Linked DNA regions of Mus musculus: region 2 is linked to region 1. A link is a contact called in public HiCAR-type data. All regions are on one chromosome and are shown on one strand. The core of a region is the stretch at or near the end of the contact, and the rest is flanking DNA. Distances in the headings are between cores, read along the strand shown. Region 1 has its middle 200 kb from the start of Zfp804a. Region 2 holds the start of Zfp804a (zinc finger protein 804A).

Region 1 (4,829 bases), core at 916-3,415:
TCTATATGATTAGCCAATTAACATAAATTGAGAATATCTAATTAATTCCTAAATCATAGAATATGTTAAATGGTTTATAATGCTTAGAAAATAATGGTGCTGAATAATAATTATGTGTCATAAATATAAATATTATATCTATATAAAGAAAAGCTAAAGTATAAATCAAAGCCAAGTTTCTAACATTTGGTTAATTGATTTAATTAAAAGCTAGAAATAAATAAAAGATAAGATAAGAAGAAAATGTGTAATATCACATTTATCAAAACATCAATTATTTCTATAACTTATGTGTTATTTCTGAATAAGAATAAAATACTTCTGAACTCTGTATTGTAAATGTTTGTATATGTATATGCTTATGAAATTGTTATTTTAACTTCATGAAGATTGTAACTAATAATATATATTTATTCTGTCATCTTAAATTGAGAACCCTATTAAGACTTATTATAAAACATGACAGTCAACCTGATATGAATTTAAAAAAATCAGATATCAGAATAAGTTTAAAATGATTCCTTGATAGTGTAACACTTAGTGCTAAAACTAGGATCATGAGGGTGATGACATGTAAGTAAAGGTGGGTGAAAATCCCAGCCACCTTGAAGCTTCCTTCTGGGTTCTTGTTTGCATCATTTGCACTATTTTTATAAGCTAGCTAAGAACTGTATTAGCTAATACTATTCTACAGTATATATCTTTTATAATTTTGTATAAATAATTTATATCAATATGTATTCTTAGAAGTCGTGCTTTGGAAATTTTTTAGATTTTTGTTTTACACAGCCAATTTTACTATGTTTTATAAGTAATATTCTTTTAAAAACAATTTTAGCAGAAACCCTAATTATCTACTTTGAATTTTCAACAATGATATGCAAACTTATTGTTTGTTGTCTGACTCTTTATTGTCTGTTATTGGGAAAAAAATGGCATTTGAGCAAATTCACAAATACAAGTTTAAATCATTTAGATTTGAATCATGTACTCACTTTTCAGTTAGCAAGCACCCAATCAATGTTTGTATTGTTAAAAGAGTTAATATGATTCACTTCAATGTATAGAAGGAGAACAGTAAAGTTCTTACATTTACAGATGATAAGGTCTGAATTCGGTGACAATTTCTATTGAGATTGGAAAAGACGTTTAGAAAAGGCTGACACATGCTGACAGGTGTTGCCAGATTCACGCAGAGTTTTAACTGTATTGTTTTTCTCGATTTTTAAATCAACTCTATTTGAACCCTACTATAGTTCCTAGGAAATCTATTCAACCTGACTGCCTGATGAGGAGATGAACAATGGGAAAAACAATAGATATGCTAATGTCAGTGGAGAAAAGGCCTCAACCCTACACAAAGAACTCCATGCAAACAAAGACTGCTCAGTGGGAGAAAGAATCTTCCCCAGGGTGGAGCACACCGACTGCTTAAACAATACCAAATGGTCAGCCCTAAAAACAACCCAGGGAACATTATCCTGAGTGAAGACATTATGTTTAGAAATACATTCATGTTCCATATATATGTGTGTTTGTGTTTGTGTGTGTGTGTGTGTGTGTGTGTGTGTGTGTGTGGTGTATGAATGTATGTATAAATGCATGTAGCAAATAATGGAAAAGAGGCCATGAGTTTGAAAGAGAACAATGAGTGATGTAGAATATATCTATTTACATGAAAAAGTCAAAATTCCTATTTTTCTATTTATTATTAAACATTCAGGTCTTATCTCACTATCTTTTATTTTTAGTCTTTTTTAAAAATTGGATATTTCTTTATTTACCTTTCAAATATTGTCCCCTTTCCCAGTCCCCCCTACCCCCTTTCTGGAAACCCTCTATCCCATCCTCCCTTCCCCTGCTTCTATGACGGTGTTCCCCACCCTTTAAAAAGCACAGTTTCCATTTTCTCATTAAAATTGTATGCTTACTAAATAGAAGGTATATTCCAACTCATCTCTTCTTTGGATGAATAACCCCCTTGCTCTGTAGTTTATTAGAATTTGATTCTTTCCAAGTAAAGTATTCTTCAACAAAACTGAATTAACTCTTATAGCAAAGATTCTGTTGCACATTTTATGTCTCACGGCTTACAGGTTTCCCTTTCCACTTAAACCTGCTTTGTTCCCTACTTGAATGCGGTGAATGGGAAGCATAGATACTTTCCCGTTTGAGTGCTCCATCAAGGCTAGGCATGTGGAGAAGCTATAGTGCTGATTCCCGTTTGTCATATTGACACAAGTTTTAGAGGCGGGAAAAACTGCTACCCCGGCTGAGAAAATGCCACCCTTAGATTGAACTGTATACAATAATCCTTTTTTTTTTTTTTTAAGTAATGGTTGATTCATGAGCACATAGACCAGTGTGAGTGGTGTGTTTCTGAGCCACATTAAAGAGCAAGCTGAGGGGCTGGGGACTTAGCTCAGTGGTAGAGCTCTTGCCTAGCAAGCTCAGGGCCCTGAGTTCATTCCCAGGCTCTGGAAGGAAAAAAAAAAAAAAGGAAAAAAAGCAATGGGGAGCAACATTCATTAAGCAACATTTCTCTATGGCCCCTGCTTCAGTTCGTGCCTCCAGTTTACTGCCTTAAGTGACCACCCGACTTCTCTTTTCAAGGGATGATAAGCTGTAAACTAAAATACCCGCCTCCTCCCAACATGGTTTTGGTTAGTTATTAATCTCAGTGATAGAAAGCAAACGATGGTAGCTCTTCTCTAGTTTTACAAAAAGCCAAACCTTGCAACTTTCCATGTTTTTCAATTTCAAACTTTTGTTGCTTTCCCTACTTTCACAGTAAAATCTTCTTGTGTGATTGTTATCTCTTCCTTGGTGTGTGGTATCATCAAAGAGTTTGAATTTGAGGTCTACCTTGTCCCTGTGTTGTGACTACACCAAATGCCCACTGTTTATATAAATCCTTAGTCTTTCTATGGGATAAAATAAATTAATAAATAATAAATAAATAACATTTATTAAAATAATTTAATAAAATAAATTTATTAAAGAGGCAATCATTGTAGGAGAAAAAAAGATCTTATCATATAAGTAAAACTTAGGGAAATAGGGAGAGCTATATGCCTCACACAGATTCCTCTTTGTTGAATTATTAGTCAATCAGCTAATAAGTGGTCAGTTGCGCCTATGACATCGACTACAAACTTTAGACAAGTTGTGTGTAAGTTTAGCATAGCTCCCTTATTTTCACTTCCAATGTATATTCATCTACACCCCCAGTGAAGAATTAGTATGAAAAGATAAGGGAAGTTTCCTTAAAAGTCAAATAGCTATAAAAATAAAAAATCTGGAGAAGACTCTAAAAAAAAGATTCAAATTGATAAAACTGTTTACACAGGAGTAAACGAGGGAGGTATTTTTTAAAGAGACATTATCATGACAAAATCACACCAAATCAAGAAAATGAAACTTCCTTTTTATATGTATTTCAAACCACAAATATAAAAACTCATTAAAATGAAAGCCAGAGGATACAATTTAGCCAAGGCACCATGTCATGCGAATAAAACAATTCTATAAACTTTAGAGTCCAGAGCTCATCCCTTAGGGCACATTGAGGCCTCATGGCATTGCAGCCCTCTAACAGGGTCACCCAAGGGAGGCTGAGCAGTGTCTTTTTGTGAGGTTATGTCTTGTGTAAGTGTGGAGGCTTTATAACCTATATGCTCAGCTAACACTAAATCTTTAGAATAAACACATTTTCTTTCTTTATGAATCCAGCCTGCTATTGTTCAATTCTGACTTTCCTTCAGATCACACTAAATGCAAAAATCATGAGCTCTCGGCTGGGGCACCCAAAAAGGAAGCTCTTAGAGTTTCCCTAGAATCTTAGTGCTGAGAAGCTCTATAAAGATCAGTGCCATCTCAGCAACTTGAGGTAAGAGAAATGCTGCACCCTTGCAAGCAGTGAACAGAGCACAGGCTTAATTAGCTGACATTAATAAGGAGTTGTCTATCAAACCACTCGCTTTTGCTAAAAGAAAAACTACTTTTTCCCCTAGGTGAGCACTTTCATCAATTTGAATTTCTTTTTAGAGACTTTCCATAACCTTACTTATAAACTTTGCACAACCTAGAACAGCCAGGTGTATACAAATTATACATCATAATTTAAATGATACCCTGAGATGGTAAAATAAAGTATAATCATTATACCAATATGCTTACTGGTGTTTTTGAATAGTTAATTAAAATATATTAAAAGCCCATGACAGCTTATTGAGAAAATAATAACTTTCATTTTATTGAATTATTAAAACATTTACTGTTACAGCCACCCTTTTTTAAAAATTCAGAATAATTCTGAAGTAAATGCTACTATTACTATTTAAACTGAATCGCTTAAATTGTAATAAAAATAATTCAGTATTTGATTATGAGATATATTTTGTTAAATTTGCTGTTGAAAAAAGTAAATTTTATACTTATTTTTAAATTATTTTTTGGCTTTTGTGTGTGTATGTGTCTGTGTCTGAGTTTTTCTGTGTGTTTGTAAGTGAATATGTTCACATGCATACAAGTGCTCAAGTAGTTGATGGCTCCTCCAGCCAGACACTGGATTACAAGTGATTATGATCTCCTGTACCTGAGTGCTAGATAGTTCTGATTCTCTGGAAGAGCAATATACTCTCTTAACTGCTGAACTATCTTTCCAGGCCCATCCTCTACATAGTAAATTTTAAGAAAGTACAACGTTGATACAAAAATATGAATTTAAAAACAAGTATGCATGCCGTCAAGGATGGTAAATGTCTTGATTATATCTTTCTCACTTGAAGTGATAAGATAGAGTCATTAGTTTTTTGCTTTGTCCAAGG
Region 2 (5,425 bases), core at 1,126-3,625, 200 kb after region 1:
CACAACTGCTGTCCAGTGTTCCCTGGAACAATTCAGGTAGCTGTTTCTCATTTTCTGAACTAAACATTGAGCTCTAGGCTACAAAGATATGACCATCACAACAGAAGTATTCTGTGTAAAAATTATTTGCAAACTAGCCTAGCTTACGTTATTTTGAGTTATGTACTTACAAAAATTAAATACATATGGCTCAATCTTTTATGGGTGTCTCTTTACTTTCCTAAGATATATCTTTGCTCTGCTTCATGGAACTCAGTACATTTTCCTCTCTAATAATGTTTTGAAAACTTCAAATATATAGTTGAGTCTTCAGTCCTTCTCAAGTGATGCCTGCAGAGAAAGCCTACATGCTCTGGTAAACAAACAAACAAATAATAAACAATTCTCAAGTGAAGAGAGTCAGAAATTCCTTTAACTTCCAATATTGACTATTTTTCCAGCGTAATTGTGTTCATTCTGAGTTCTACATATTTCTGGGTGACCTCCTCCCCACAGCACACAAGTTTTCTGAGTTTCTACTTCTCTTTCTCCCAAGACTTCCAGACTCCCCCAAGTGGATATCAGAGAAATTTTGTCTGCTTCTTCTAAAATAACCGACACTTCATAATGAGGTTTAATCAATACGCATCAAGTATTTTCTAATTGAAGCATGATACATGGAAAATTTCTTTTTATATAAATCTAACACTCCCCCGCTATACCCTATAATTTATAATTCACTCACATGACTGCCACCTCTTTTAGCAAGACTCCCCCATTCTATCTTCTTTGAAGAAGTGAAATCAAACTGTCAGACTCATTTAAGTACCATATTATGGGTTATGGGGAAGAGGCTGTCATTGTTACCTAAAATTCTATATATAGGGCACACATACTCGACCGTATTTTAGTCTTGGCCCACGGATAAACAAGATAAACACAGCTTGTATCGGACTGCAGTTTTCTCTGTCATAGGGGGCATCAGAATGTCTGGAATCTGCTTTAACCAATTAAGCCTTTCAAAGCAAAAGGGAAATAAAGCCTTCAGTAAATCCATTGAAGGCACCATGTCCCAGACTCCCATGCCTGGTATCGATCTTTTTAAGTGCCGACTAATGAGTCCTATGGTAGTAGCAGATCTATGGTGTGTGTATCTGTGGTGCTCCCACTCCACCACCTCAAAGGAGCTAAACTTACACAGGTCAGTGGATCACCTGGGAAGGGGTAGGGTAGAAGCAGTCCTTGCTGATGGCTGCCTTGACCCTTTAAAATCCAACCGGAATCTCTGCTGAAGACCGCAGACCGGATTCCCTACTTTCTGTGACAAGCGCAGGAGTTTGTGTGCAGCTTTTCCTTTCAGGTCGCTTCTAGGGCGAAGGCTTCTGTTTTTGTTCAGCACCTCTCTGGCATGGGAGCTCCTGGCAGCGGCTTCTTTTGCCGCAAAGCATCCTTTTCCTCTCAGCTTTGGCAATTTAGGAAGAACTGATGCTCCCAGGGGAGGTGGATGAGGGGAGAGCGCCAGGAATGGGAGCACATCCATCAGGAGTCCCTGCTTCTCCCTTCTCCCTACTTCCACTCTCGTCGCCACAAATCCCCTCCCCCAAGCTCTTAGCACATAGCATTTGTGATATGTGTAACTGGGGGGCGCGGGGGTGCGGGGTATTCCATACAAAAGATGCATCAAAGCGCAGACTCCCCTAAGCCAAACCCAGAGGCACCTGGCACCTGCCCCGATTCGCTGCAATTGGAAGCGGATGGCTTGGGTACTAAATTATTAATTTATTTATTTCCCCTGCTCCCCCGCCCGCACTCCAACCCGCAGAGCAGAAGCTGCGGTCGCGTTGCTCCCCAACCCCCCAACCTCCGCCCGCACCTCGCAGGAGTCTCGCACTTGTAACCGGCCGTCGCCTCCCGGCCCCTGGCGGTCGCGACGCACTCCCACTCGTGGCCAGGCTGGCGCGGCCGTGGGTCCCGGCGGCGGGGGAGGCGGGGGGGAGGTGGCGGGTGACAGATGTACTCCTCTGACAGCTCTCAGTATCAGCCCAGTGGCTCCCTGCCATTGGCTCAGTGCGATGGACCAGCAACGCCGCGCACTATAATAACACTCATGCCTGCCAGCGGCAGCGACTGCGAGTGCGGGCGCCCGGCGCGGGGGATGCTGCGACCGCTGCCTCTGCCGCGCGGGCGGCTCCCGCTGCCCGGCTGCGCCCTACCGCGCGGGCTCTGACCGCTCCCGCCCGGTCCCGCCCGGCCCGGCCCCCCTTGTGGCTGCATCCTCCCCAGGGGCTCCACGTCCCGGTTCCTATCTCCAGGCGAGCACTGCGCCGGAGCCTAGGCGAGCGCGGCCGGCATGCGGAGGCGGCAGGGCGCGCACCGCAGCCGGGCATAAGGAACCCGCGTGCCCGCCGCCAGCGCACAGCCGGCCGCTCGCCCTGCCGCGATCCCCAGCCCACCCTCCCGGCCCCGGCTGCGGCTGAGGGTGCGGGTGCGTGGAAGCGGCGGCTGCGGAGGAGAGGCGGCGGCTGCCCCATGGAGTGTTACTACATTGTCATCAGCTCCACGCATCTCAGCAACGGACACTTTCGCAACATCAAGGGAGTTTTCCGGGGCCCTCTCAGCAAGAACGGGAACAAAACTCTGGTAATTCATTCTCTCTCTCTCTCTCTCTCTCTCTCTCTCTCTCTCTCTCTCTCTCTCTCTCTCTCTCTTTCTATTTGTCTCTCATCTAATAGGGCATATCCGGAGGGATGAGTTGACGGATGGATTTGGGAGCTTTAGTGATGTTTGGTTTGCAAGGAATTCATTTATTTCATTTATTTATCTGATGGGCGTGGGATGAGAATCGGGTATAGAAAAGGGAAGGAATCTTAGGAAAGCTCTGCCTAAATGTTTTCCTGAGACTTCATGAAGCTCTCTGTCCACCACACTCCACAGTGCTGAAGATTATAAACCTCTTCTTTCAACAGGACCTCCTAAAAATAGAAAGGATCACTAACCCCAAGTGATCCTGTGACATCTTTCCGTTTAGGCAGCTTAAAGGTGAATGGAGGTGTGGGTGTCTGATGGAGCAGCGAGCCATGTGGCTGGTGGCTTAGGGGAAGTGGCTGGATTGGGTGAGGGTCTCCGAATGAGTTTGTTTCTTGGCTCTTGGCTCTTCGCTGAAGGACTGACAGGAAACTTCTCTTGAGAAGTTTTCTGTGTGAAGCTAAGCAGAATATTCCCATCTGCCCACTACTTGCAGCTTGTCACACTTTAGAGTTTGGGGATATGGGTGGAAGGTGATCACTGTGTCACAAGTACAGACAGTAGGAAGCATGTTAGAAAACAAAACCCACACAGCTATTCTCACTGACAAGCACAGCTTGTCCTTCAGCACCCAGCAGGAAAAGCGCTCTTGATTAGTGGAAGATGTGCTGAGCATAGAGAGAGCACGGAGTAGCTTCTACTTTCCACCCAATTCCCATCATCCACAAAGGCTCATCACATCATACGCAAAGCCTCCCTACAGAACCAACTCTCATGAGCAAGGGTGTCAGGAGAAGTAACCACTTCTCCAAAGGCAGAAAGCAGCAGCGTGGAGTTCTCTTAGTATGTGCACTGAGAGTCCAGCCCAAATCAGGTGGTAAAAGTGGAAGACTTTCTGAAGTCTGTGCCCACTGGCAGACTTTGCTCTAGATTTCTCCTAGTATTTATCTGAAAAAGATAGGTAGAGTAAGTCAAGGACACACGTAGCTCAAAGCGAATATAGTTTTCAAAGCCCCAGATTCTTTATATGTTTAAAAGTATATACGCATTAATAAATAATTCCCTATTTTTTTGAGGATGAAAAGTTCTCATTTGAAGATTTAAGTGGATTGAGACACCCATGGGGTGCATTTGATGTACTCCTGATGTCTTTATTGTTCAGGATGTGTTTATTTGCTCTTTCTGTTGCACTGAGAACCCATGCTCCAGACATCATTAGTTGAGTACTATAGGGTAGGCAGAGTCTAGAAGGATTATTGAAACTGTCTGGACTCTCAGAGAGGTCAGCTAATATTTTAAACAGCCCTTTCTTCAACATTATACATTAAACTAAATATAATTTAAGGGTAAGCAAAAGAACTAGACAAGGGAGATACTTCCATTGTGCAGAGCTAAAACAGTCAAGAATTCACAGAAAAATGAGCAGTTATCTGCCAGCCCTGAACTTGTTACAGTGCTGTTCATTGTGCTTCTTCAGTCTCCTTAGACTTCCCAGGGACCAGATTTGCTCGTGGTGACTTATTTGCTGTGTATTTGAAGCTAATGAGTCCTTCCTCCCTCATGTTGACAAAGGGCAGATTAAATATGAGTTTTCCCGGTGTAACCTCATGATTAAAATGGGCACATTAAAAGCAGCCACCTAAATGAGATGGATAAATCAAAATATATGTAGATGTCAGAACAAGAAGCAGGAGAGACACAGTATGAAATGAAGCTCACAAGGTTTCTCATGACTGTAATGACTGAAACTTGTAGGGGTGTTCGTGTCAGTCCTTTCCAGACTTTTATAAGCTATCCTGTTTGAATTTATTGTGTGTGTGTGTGTGAATTTCATGATTTAAATATTCACAATTGTAATCAACTCTATTTAACACAATTTCTTTATAGGGAATATATGTTTATGTGCTCTAAGTACTTTTTAATGAGTTTTGTCAGTAAGAAAAATGAGATATATACTCTCCCATAAGTATAGTTGGAGAGTCTAGATATATTGATAAGGAATTATGTTAAGTAATAAAGACTTGTTCAACTTATATAATGATGTATTCTTGTCAGGATCTAAAATTATTTGAGCCCTTATTATATGCTATAGTTTTTAATTAAAAACACTTCATCCACAAGTTTAAGAAATATTAAGCATAAATATTAACCTAAAATTGGCATATACCATATGATGAAAATCTTCAAGTTAAAATTGATACATCCAAGGTTGTTTGTTTTAATGTTTTAGTCTTTAAGTTAACAAGCAGTTGAATTAAATGTATAGAATATTTTAAAACCTACATTCATATATCAATAATGGAAACCGGTTTATACTCCTTTATAGTTTAATTTCTAATATAGGGCTTTTCCTCTAAGATTAAGAAATTAGAATGATGTCCATGTTTAATTTCAAGGAGATATAACTAAAGCCATTCACAGAAAAAATTTAAATTTTCCCCAAGAAATTAAGTTATTTTCAATGTCCAGTTGATTAATGTGTATTTATTAATTTCTTCAAATTTCAGATTTAATGAAAGCAATTGTATAACTTACACTTAATCCTGAGATTAATTAACCATATAGAGCTTTCAATGTAGTGTGCTATTACAAATAAAAAGTTACTTGCAATACATCTGGTTTATATAGATTCCAGTGTCATTGGTTTGCTGCTTCTGTCCTATATGCAATAAGCATATATATTAATGAATTCAATGGCAAC

What was found. HiCAR-type assays count read pairs that join an accessible place to other places.
Region 2: a contact with region 1 is called in a HiCAR-type map of embryonic stem cells, with 2.5 times the contacts expected there. The contact joins the promoter of Zfp804a here to the enhancer-like site in region 1. A contact is called at or near these places in 1 of 39 promoter capture datasets (liver), 3 of 484 Hi-C or Micro-C datasets (embryonic stem cells, liver and myeloid progenitors) and 3 of 115 datasets of contacts at active chromatin or transcription factors (embryonic stem cells, neural progenitor cells and pancreatic cancer cells).

The regions. Positions count from the first base shown.
Region 1 is chr2:81,847,701-81,852,529 of GRCm38.p6, forward strand. No RefSeq gene overlaps it. Among named protein-coding and RNA genes, the nearest start is that of Zfp804a, 200 kb to the right of the region's middle. Within about 2 kb of position 2,166, at least 18 of the 459 cell types and tissues checked have an H3K27ac peak or open chromatin away from gene starts, as enhancers often do. A contact at or near this core is called in embryonic stem cells, where this site is marked.
Region 2 is chr2:82,051,283-82,056,707 of GRCm38.p6, forward strand. Zfp804a (zinc finger protein 804A) reads left to right here and starts at 2,376. Exons shown (of 4, transcript NM_175513.3): 1 at 2,376-2,619. The coding sequence starts at 2,509.